2 separate regions of the Mus musculus genome follow, and region 2 is linked to region 1. Evidence: chromatin contacts called from public HiChIP or PLAC-seq data. All regions are on one chromosome and are shown on one strand. The core of a region is the stretch at or near the end of the contact, and the rest is flanking DNA. Distances in the headings are between cores, read along the strand shown. Region 1 holds the start of Abcf1 (ATP-binding cassette, sub-family F (GCN20), member 1). Region 2 has its middle 20 kb from the start of Rpp21.

Region 1 (4,087 bases), core at 727-3,226:
CTCAAAGGGCCCGGGCTTGATTCCAAGCACTCACATGACAGCTTACAACCACTTGTGACTCCATTGTCAGGGGGTCAGATGCCCTCTACCGACAAGGCACACACATGGTACAGTTATATACATGCAGGCAATACATTCATACACATAAAAAAAATAATTTTTGCATGTTTTCCACCTTACAGTCCAACACTACTCTCTCTCTCTCTCTCTTTTTTTTTTTATTTTCAGGGTTGGAGAGATGGCTCAGTAGTTAAGAGCACTGGCTGGGGGCTGGTGAGATGGCTCAGTGGGTAAGAGCACCCGACTGCTCTTCTGAAGGTCAAGTTCAAATCCCAGCAACCACATGGTGGCTCACAACCATCCCTAACAAGATCTGACTCCCTCTTCTGGTGTGTCTGAAGACAACTACAGTGTACTTACATATAATAATAAATAAATCTTTAAAAAAGAAGAAGAAAAAAAAAAAAGAGCACTGGCTGCTCTTCCAGAGGACCTGGGTTCTAAGCCTAGCTAACAAGCCTCCCTGAAACTCCAGGTCCAGGATACCCAACGCCCTCTTCTGACTTTCAAAGGCACTGAATGTGTGCAGTACAAAGGCAAAGCACCCATACACATAAAATACTAATTTTTTGTTTGTTTGTTTTCTTTCCAGCTAGGAATGTTGGTGCACATCTGTAACACCAACATTCAATTGGCAGACTCACATGGATCTTTATGAGTTCCAGGCCAGCCTGATCTACATAGTGAGTCCCAGACTAGTCAGGCTGCATAGTGAAATCCCACCTCAAAGAACAAAACACCTTTTAATTAAAGGTATTTCTCAAGCACTACTACCTACTAATGGTCCACTACCCACTCTCTTATTTTGTTTTGTTTTCTTTTTCGAGATAGGGTGTCTCTGTGTAGCCCTGGCTGTCCTGGAACTCAGAAATCTGCCTGCCTCTGCCTTCCAAGTGCTTGGATTAAAGGCGTGCGTGCACCACCACTGCCCAGCTCACTACCCACTCCTTAAACTGCACTTTGATTAATAGAGTGACATCCTTCTGTACCCTTTTATCTGCCCAGTCTTTAGTTCTGCACCAGGCACTTGATTGACAGCAACTCTTCAGTCTTCACTTCCTTACTATTTCTTTGACACTTCTTACAAAAGTCACTGCCAGAGCCTAGTGTTCCTAAATCTATCCTGGCACACACCTTTAATCCCAGCACCTGGGAAGCAGAAGCAAGCAGATTTCTGTGCCTTGGAGGGTAGCATGGTCTACTGAGTGAGTTCTGGGACAGCTAGGGCTATGTAGAGTGATCTTGTTTTCTTCGAGGCAGGGCTTCTCTGTGTAGGCCTCGCTGTCAGGGAACTCGCCTTGTAGACCAGGCTGGCCTCGAACTCACTTAGATCCGCCTTCCTCGGCTTCCTGATGCTGGGATCAAAGGCGTGTTCCCCCAAGGCTTGGCTGAGAGAACGTCTTAAAAAAAAGAGACCTTTATACCACGCACAAAGCACATCGCATGAGTATTAAAGTAAACCTTGATCCTAGCCCTTGACATAAAGACAGCACCTAGTGCAGTCCAGCGGGACCGAGCCTTTGGAGTCCACGAAGGAGCTGTTGTTCTCTGGGAGGGAGGCAAGTGCAGTTGGGAGCGCACCACACGATTCAAGGCACGCTCCCTCACCGCGGTAGGAAAGAAGTCAACAATTCTAGTTCCTGTCCTGCCGTCCCTCCCTCGGTGACATATGGTCTTCCCGTCTCCCGTCCGCCTCTCTGGGCTCTAGGACGGCCCGGGGCACGCGGCCTCTGCCCCGGCGCACATGCGCAGGACCCACGCTCCATGGAGGCCGCCGCCGTCCCCGCCACTCCTGCCTCCTTCCCCACTCACCCGCGGGGCTCGTGCCCTCGCCGTCCCCGATCCACTCGGGCTCGGGCGGCTGTTGCTTGGGACCCTTCGGCATCGCGGCGGCAGTTAAGAGTCCTCCAGCGGCGCCCGGCGCCGTTTCCGCTTCCGGCGATGTGGGCCGGCCAGTGGGCGGGCTCTCCATGTAGGCTCCGCCCCGACCCGCGGAGGGTCTGCTGCGCAGACACGTGGGGCAAAGGGGCGTGGCGGCATTGCGGCTTTGGGGGTGTGGCCAGAGACGTCACCTACTTGACTGGAGTGGGCAGCGCGTCATGACCGTCCCAACGCCTAAGCAGCTGATGCTGCGACGCGGTGACACTCAAAGAAGGACATGGTAATTTCCAGGTAGGCAGAAGTAGACATCTGATTGTGTCATCCTAGCTGGTGTCTGGAACTCGCTGTGTAGCTGAGGTTGACCTCCAACCCAGAGAGGCGTTTGCCTTTGGCTCCGGAGTGCTGAGTTTTGTTTTGTTTTGCAGACAAGGTTCTCTGTGTAACACTGGCTGGCCTCTAACTCAGAAATCCGCCTGCCCCTGCCTCCTAAGTGCTGGGATTAATAAGGTGTGCGCCACCACTGCCTGGTAGGAGTGCTGAGGTTTGTCGACACACCCTGTTCTGAATCCTTTTTGTTGTTTAACCAGGGACTCACTGTGTAGTCTTAGGCTGCTCTGAAACTCACAATGTAGTCTTGGTTGGCCTGGAACTCCTAGAATTCCGCCTGCTTTTCTGCCTCTGGGAGAGCCAGGATTACAAGTCTGTACTATTATGCCTGACTGGCCACTTTATTTAAAACAGTACACCTCTTCAGTCATTCTTCACTACTTCTAATCCTATTTTTTTCTAATCCTACGTACTGTAAACTGTATTTAAAGACACCACAGCCAGTCGGCTTAGGAAAGTGTAACCTTACTCGCCCTTGGTTGACATGTCAATAAATATCCAGGTGTACAGATATAACCAAGGAACTCCACCCCAATAACTATTATGCAATGGAACCTGGAGTTTTGTGTGTGTGTGATAATTTTGTCCTAATTGACCTACTGTAATTGCACATAAAATGGCAAGCAATGAGCAGTTGTAAGTTTTGACAAACAAGCCCCCCCCCCCTTTTTTTTGAGACAGGGTTTCTCTGGGTAGCCCTGGCTGTCTTGGAAATCATTGTGTAGACCAGGCTGGCCATGAATTCAGAGATCTACCTGCCTCTGCCTCCCAGGAAGCATATACCTTTCAAACCACAATCAAGAGATGGCTGGCTTTAACGCTAATGACTGACAGGCATGGGGGTTTGGATGAGGGTTTCCACACCTGGGGCAGCTCCTGTCTTCAGTCATGCTCTTCTTTTCCTTATGTAGTCCAGTCTTGCCTCAAGTCCTCTAAGTAGCCAATGATACTCAATTTCCCATTTTCTTGTCTCCCTCCTGAGCTCTGAGATTACACACCTGTGTTAATGTGCCTGGTTTATTTATATGGTCCAAGAATGGAACCTAAGGCAGTGTCACACATACTAGGCAAATGTCCTACCCACTGAACTACATTCCCAGCTCTCATGATGCTTCTGTCCCAATTCATTTTCCAGGATAACCAGATCAGAAGCCATGTCCTAACACATCTGACATAGGTGGTCACTTTCCCTCCATTTCTCCACAGACTTTTTCTCCAGTGGACTGCTCTTCCTCCATCTTATGCTGGTGCCTCTGCCCCTGGGGTTCTAACTTCGATATACATGGGAGCTTAATCTTTGAAAGTCTTTTTTAAAAAAATTACTTCTAAAGGTTTGCTGGCTTATGTGCACTGGGTAAGTGCCTGGTGCCCCAGGAGGGCAAAAGAGGTCCCCAAAAACCCAAGCACTGGAGTCACAAGCAGCTGTAAGCTGCCCTGTGTCCTGGATAGCAAACTCAGGCTCTTCAAGAGCAAATGCTTTTAAAACAGAGCTCTCTCTGACCCAAATGCTTTCATTTTGACTGTTTCTAAACATTTGCTTTTCTTCAACTTCACTATGAGAGCCTATGCTACTGTCGAAGCATAGAAAGTCTCCATTTCTGGAGACATGGCTCAGTGTGTAAGAGCACATGTTGCTGCTATACATAACCCACATGGTGGCTCACAACAACCCAGTGACTCTGATGCATTCTTCTGACCTCCAGAGGTAGCAGGCACACACAGTACGCATATATACAGGGAGGCAAAATATTCATGTAGT
Region 2 (4,087 bases), core at 513-3,012, 270 kb after region 1:
TTTCCAAAATGCCTTTCCAGGCTAGAACCCAGGTTGTGGTCTGCTGGCCGGACACAACACAGAGGCAGGGGGATTTCTGAGTTCGAGGTCAGCCTGGTCTACAAAGTGAGTTCCAGGACAGCCAGGGCAATACAGAAAAATCCTGTCTCAAACCCCCCCCCCCCCCCCAAAAAAAAAAAGTCACATGTGGAACAAAAGCTGGTGTGCTTTGTGTCTTTGTTTGTTTGTGTTGGTGATGGTCCTGGTGGTAGTGGTGATATGTTTGTGTGTAGGGAGTGTGTGTTTGTGTGTGTGTTCATGTATTCCGCCAAGTACTGTGACAGCCTCAGAATAAATTTCAAGAGACCTGCGTCTTCTTACCTGTGGATCCCTGGGATCAAACTCAGGTCCTCCCGTGTTAGAGCGACTGCCTTTCTTGATGGCTCTCTATATTGTTTTTATTATTTGATGTGTATGGCTCCCTTTCAGAGATCTCCAGTCAGGGACTGAGGCAGGCTGTAACTCTTTCAAGATGACAAAACCCACTATGTAGAAGAAGTAGTTCGTGTACCTCAGTAGGGGGTCCATCTATGGGGACACAAAATAACCTAATAGATGGTGAAGATACAGAACATGAGTCAGGTGGTGATAACTGTACAACCGTGTCAGAAACATTAAGAGACAAAGTTAACAAGAACAAAATTTACATTAAGATTAATACAAATCAATAAGTGGTTAAATATGAAGTTAACATAAGGTCAAATGCAATTGTAGAACTGGCTGGACCATGTACCAGAGTCATGGTATTTTTGTTTTGTTTTTAGAGACAGTTTCTCTATGTAGCCCTGGGTGTTGTGGAACTTGCTCTGTAGACCAGGTTGGCCTAAACTCAGAAATCTACCTGCTTCTGCTTTCCAAGTGCTGAGATTAAAAGTGTGTGCTGCCAACATCTGGATAGTAGTGGGTTAAGGAAACTGTAAGTAGCAGGTTGTTTCCATCAGACTCCTGCATAAGGAACAAGCACATAGGAGCTTTGTAAAGGGAGCCACCATCTCTTTGACAAATTAACTTGGGCTCAGATCCTGAGCTTCAAGTAGGTCCACCCAAACTTTTCCTGCCTGCAGCCTGAGGAGTAGCTCTGAGGAGCCTGAGAGTTCCATGGAGGCTCCCAGGCGGAGGAGGCAGCAGAGGAATCAGCAGAGCCTGAAGTCTTCCTGGAAATATCAGAGAAGAGCCGATCCCTGGAAAGATGCTTTAAAAATGTGAACTCACGGGGGCTGGAGAGATGGCTCAGTGGTTAAGAGCACTGACCACTGTTCCTATGGTCCTGAGTTCAAATCTCAGCAACCACATGGCTCACAACCATTCGTAATGGAATCTGATGCCCTCTTCTGGTCTGAAGACAGCTACAATGTACAATGTACTCATATACATAAAATAAATAAATCTTTAGGGGAGAAGATAAAACTTAGGACAGACTGAGATGCTGTGGTCCATGCTGAGCCAGAAGCCTTGTAGAAGTCCAAAATGCGTGCTGCTTACTATAAAGGGCTGGTTGTAGTAGCTAAGAGCAGGGTTCACTTGGAAAATCTGCTCCTCATTCTTGGCTCTCTGTGTCTCTTGCTCTTGGTACTCCATCCCCTCCTGCTCTAGCCACATGGCTTGGGGCCAGGGCATTTTTATCAAATGGCAGGAATTCCTTGTGGTTCACTAAACTGAGTTCCATGATACCGGGCTCCCTGAGGCCCAGGCGGGTCCGGAGGCGGCGATGAGGGAATACCACAGCTAGTGTGAGCCTGTGGATGGCGGGCGGTGAAACTCCGACGTCCTCCCAGGACTCCAGGACGGTGCTCTGGCCAGGAGGGGAGCAGGGCTTAGGGTTTGGGACCCGGGTGGAGAAGAGACGGAAGGTTCAGCTGGCGATGCAGGGGCGGGGCTTCCCCAGTGGAGCCCCACTCCACCCACCCGCTCCTCCCCGCAGAGGCCAATTCCCTCAGGACACCGCAGTCACCAGCTCAGGACTGTGGCGGGGGCTAGAACGCCTGCCAGCCATAGGAGAAACCCGCAGAGCGCCATCAGGCAGATCTAGACTTTAAGGGCGGGTTTGATTCCTGCGGATCTGGGTGGACTTTATAACTAGTGCCCGCAACCGCGGAAGTCCCAAATGCGTGCTGCTGAGTGCCACACTGTGGTCCATACTGAAGCCAGAAACTGCCAGGCTGAAGCCCTAAGGGCGTGCTGCTGACTATAAAGGCCAGGGTATGTATGATTTCAGTCTGAGAATGAGAGACATAGAACGCTTCTGTGAGAACCTCTTCCTTATCGCCCACAGAGAAAGAAAGAAAGAGAGAGAGAGAGAGGGAGGGAGGGAGGGAGGGAGGGAGGGAGGGAGGAAGGAAGGAAGGAAGGAAGGAAGGAAGGAAGGAAGGAAGGAAGGAAGAAAAGGAAAAGAAAAGAAAAGAAAAAGAAAAAGAAAGAAAGAAAAGAAAAAGAAAAAGAAAAAGAAAAGCCACTGAAGAGAACTTTTAAAAATTGTGATAAGGATGCTGACCTGACACAGCTGATGGCTTCTGTCAGGGGCGGGGTGAGGAAGGAACCAGGTATCTTTAAGAGGCTGGCCACTGGGAGTTTGACAACGCTTCAGTAAGTATATGGGCAACACGAATTAAACTTGGTATTTTTCCTTTTTTGGTGTGGGGGGGGGGGAGAGTATAAGGGAGGGCCAACTTGGGGGACTGGGATGTGAATGGGATTGGGATACATCATGTGAAATTTTCAAATAATCAATAAAAGCATTAAGTTAGAGTCCTACTGAAGTCATTTTTCATAAGATTGTATGCAGAAGAGCTTTCCAAAGGTGTTGAATGTGAAGGCAGCTTATCTGAAAGCTTCCTTTGAACATGGACAGTTGAGGTATGAACCTTGGAATTTGCTTTTATTAAGTGGAAGAATTGAATGCCATGAGAAATGGCGTGGCCAAATGAACTAACATGCAGGTCCCATACCCAGTCAGGTGGTAGGCTATGTACAAGGTTCCCTTGTTCATAGCACCCTCATATGTCTGCCAGTTTGGGAGGCACAGAGTGAAAAGTAATTGCTATCTGCATCTCTGTTGTTCGAGACATTTAGGATGTGGGTGCAGACTTTGAAATCTTCCATAGGGCAAGGGAATCCATCCCCGACAAGTGAGACATCAGGAGGAACTCATCTTCCATGTAGATAAGGAGTGTTTTCCTAGTCAGGTCTACACAGCCAGAGGCAGAAGCAGCAGGTTGCAGTCCCCATGCAACCTGTAATGAGGCTAGCACACAACTTACTTCGGTGTGACTGTGCTCCATCCAAGGGAACTACTTGGACCCGGAGACATCCTGCCATGCAAGTGTATTGCACATTTAATCTAGTTTACTCAAGTATTCTATTTCTCATAACCAGTTTGTATGTGAGTGTGTGTGTGTGCTTGCTTCCTTATTTTTGTTTTGTCTTTAGAGACAGTTTCTCTATGTAGCCCTGGTGTTGTGGAACTTGCTCTGTAGACCAGGTTGGCCTAAACTCAGAAATCTACCTGCTTCTGCTTTCCATGTGCTAAGATTAAAAGTGTGTGCTGCCACCATTTGGCATAACCAGATTTTTTAACAGTATTAATTAATTAATTAATTAATTAATTAATTAAATGTACGTGATTATGCTGTCATTCTCTTCAGACACACCAGAAAATGGCATCAGTTCCCATTATCCCATTACAGATGGTTGTAAGCCACCATGTGATTGCTGCGAATTGAACTCAGGACCTCTGAAAGAGCCATCAGAGCTCTTGACTGCTGAGCTATTTCTCCAGCCTGCATAATCAGTTTTTTACACATCCAATTTTGAAAATTTTTTTAAAAAGATTTATTTATTTACTATATGTAAGTACACTGTAGCTGTCTTCAGACACTCCAGAAGAGGGCATCAGATCTTGTTACAGATGGTTGTGAGCCACCATGTGGTTGCTGGGATTTGAACTTCGGACCTTCGGAAGAGCAGTCAGGTGCTCTTACCCACTGAGCCATCTCACCAGCCCCTTGAAAATTATTTTATGTTTAACAAACTTTGAGGTTACTTGTTTTCA

What was found. HiChIP or PLAC-seq counts read pairs in DNA pulled down with a chosen protein or histone mark.
Region 2: a FOXA1 HiChIP or PLAC-seq map of pancreatic cancer cells shows a contact between it and region 1. The contact joins the enhancer-like site here to the promoter of Abcf1 in region 1. A contact is called at or near these places in 2 of 39 promoter capture datasets (cranial neural crest and pre-B cells), 2 of 484 Hi-C or Micro-C datasets (both in embryonic stem cells), 2 of 115 datasets of contacts at active chromatin or transcription factors (the SCID.adh cell line and pancreatic cancer cells) and 2 of 9 other capture datasets (adipose tissue and liver).

The regions. Positions count from the first base shown.
Region 1 is chr17:35,967,774-35,971,860 of GRCm38.p6, forward strand. It overlaps Abcf1 (ATP-binding cassette, sub-family F (GCN20), member 1), which reads right to left and starts at 1,977. Exons shown (of 23, transcript NM_013854.1): 1 at 1,873-1,977. The coding sequence starts at 1,945. It overlaps Gm32655 (a long non-coding RNA gene), which reads left to right and starts at 2,012. Exons shown (of 2, transcript XR_385568.4): 1 at 2,012-2,232.
Region 2 is chr17:36,235,714-36,239,800 of GRCm38.p6, forward strand. No RefSeq gene overlaps it. Among named protein-coding and RNA genes, the nearest start is that of Rpp21, 20 kb to the right of the region's middle. Within about 2 kb of position 1,763, at least 65 of the 459 cell types and tissues checked have an H3K27ac peak or open chromatin away from gene starts, as enhancers often do. A contact at or near this core is called in the SCID.adh cell line and pancreatic cancer cells, where this site is marked.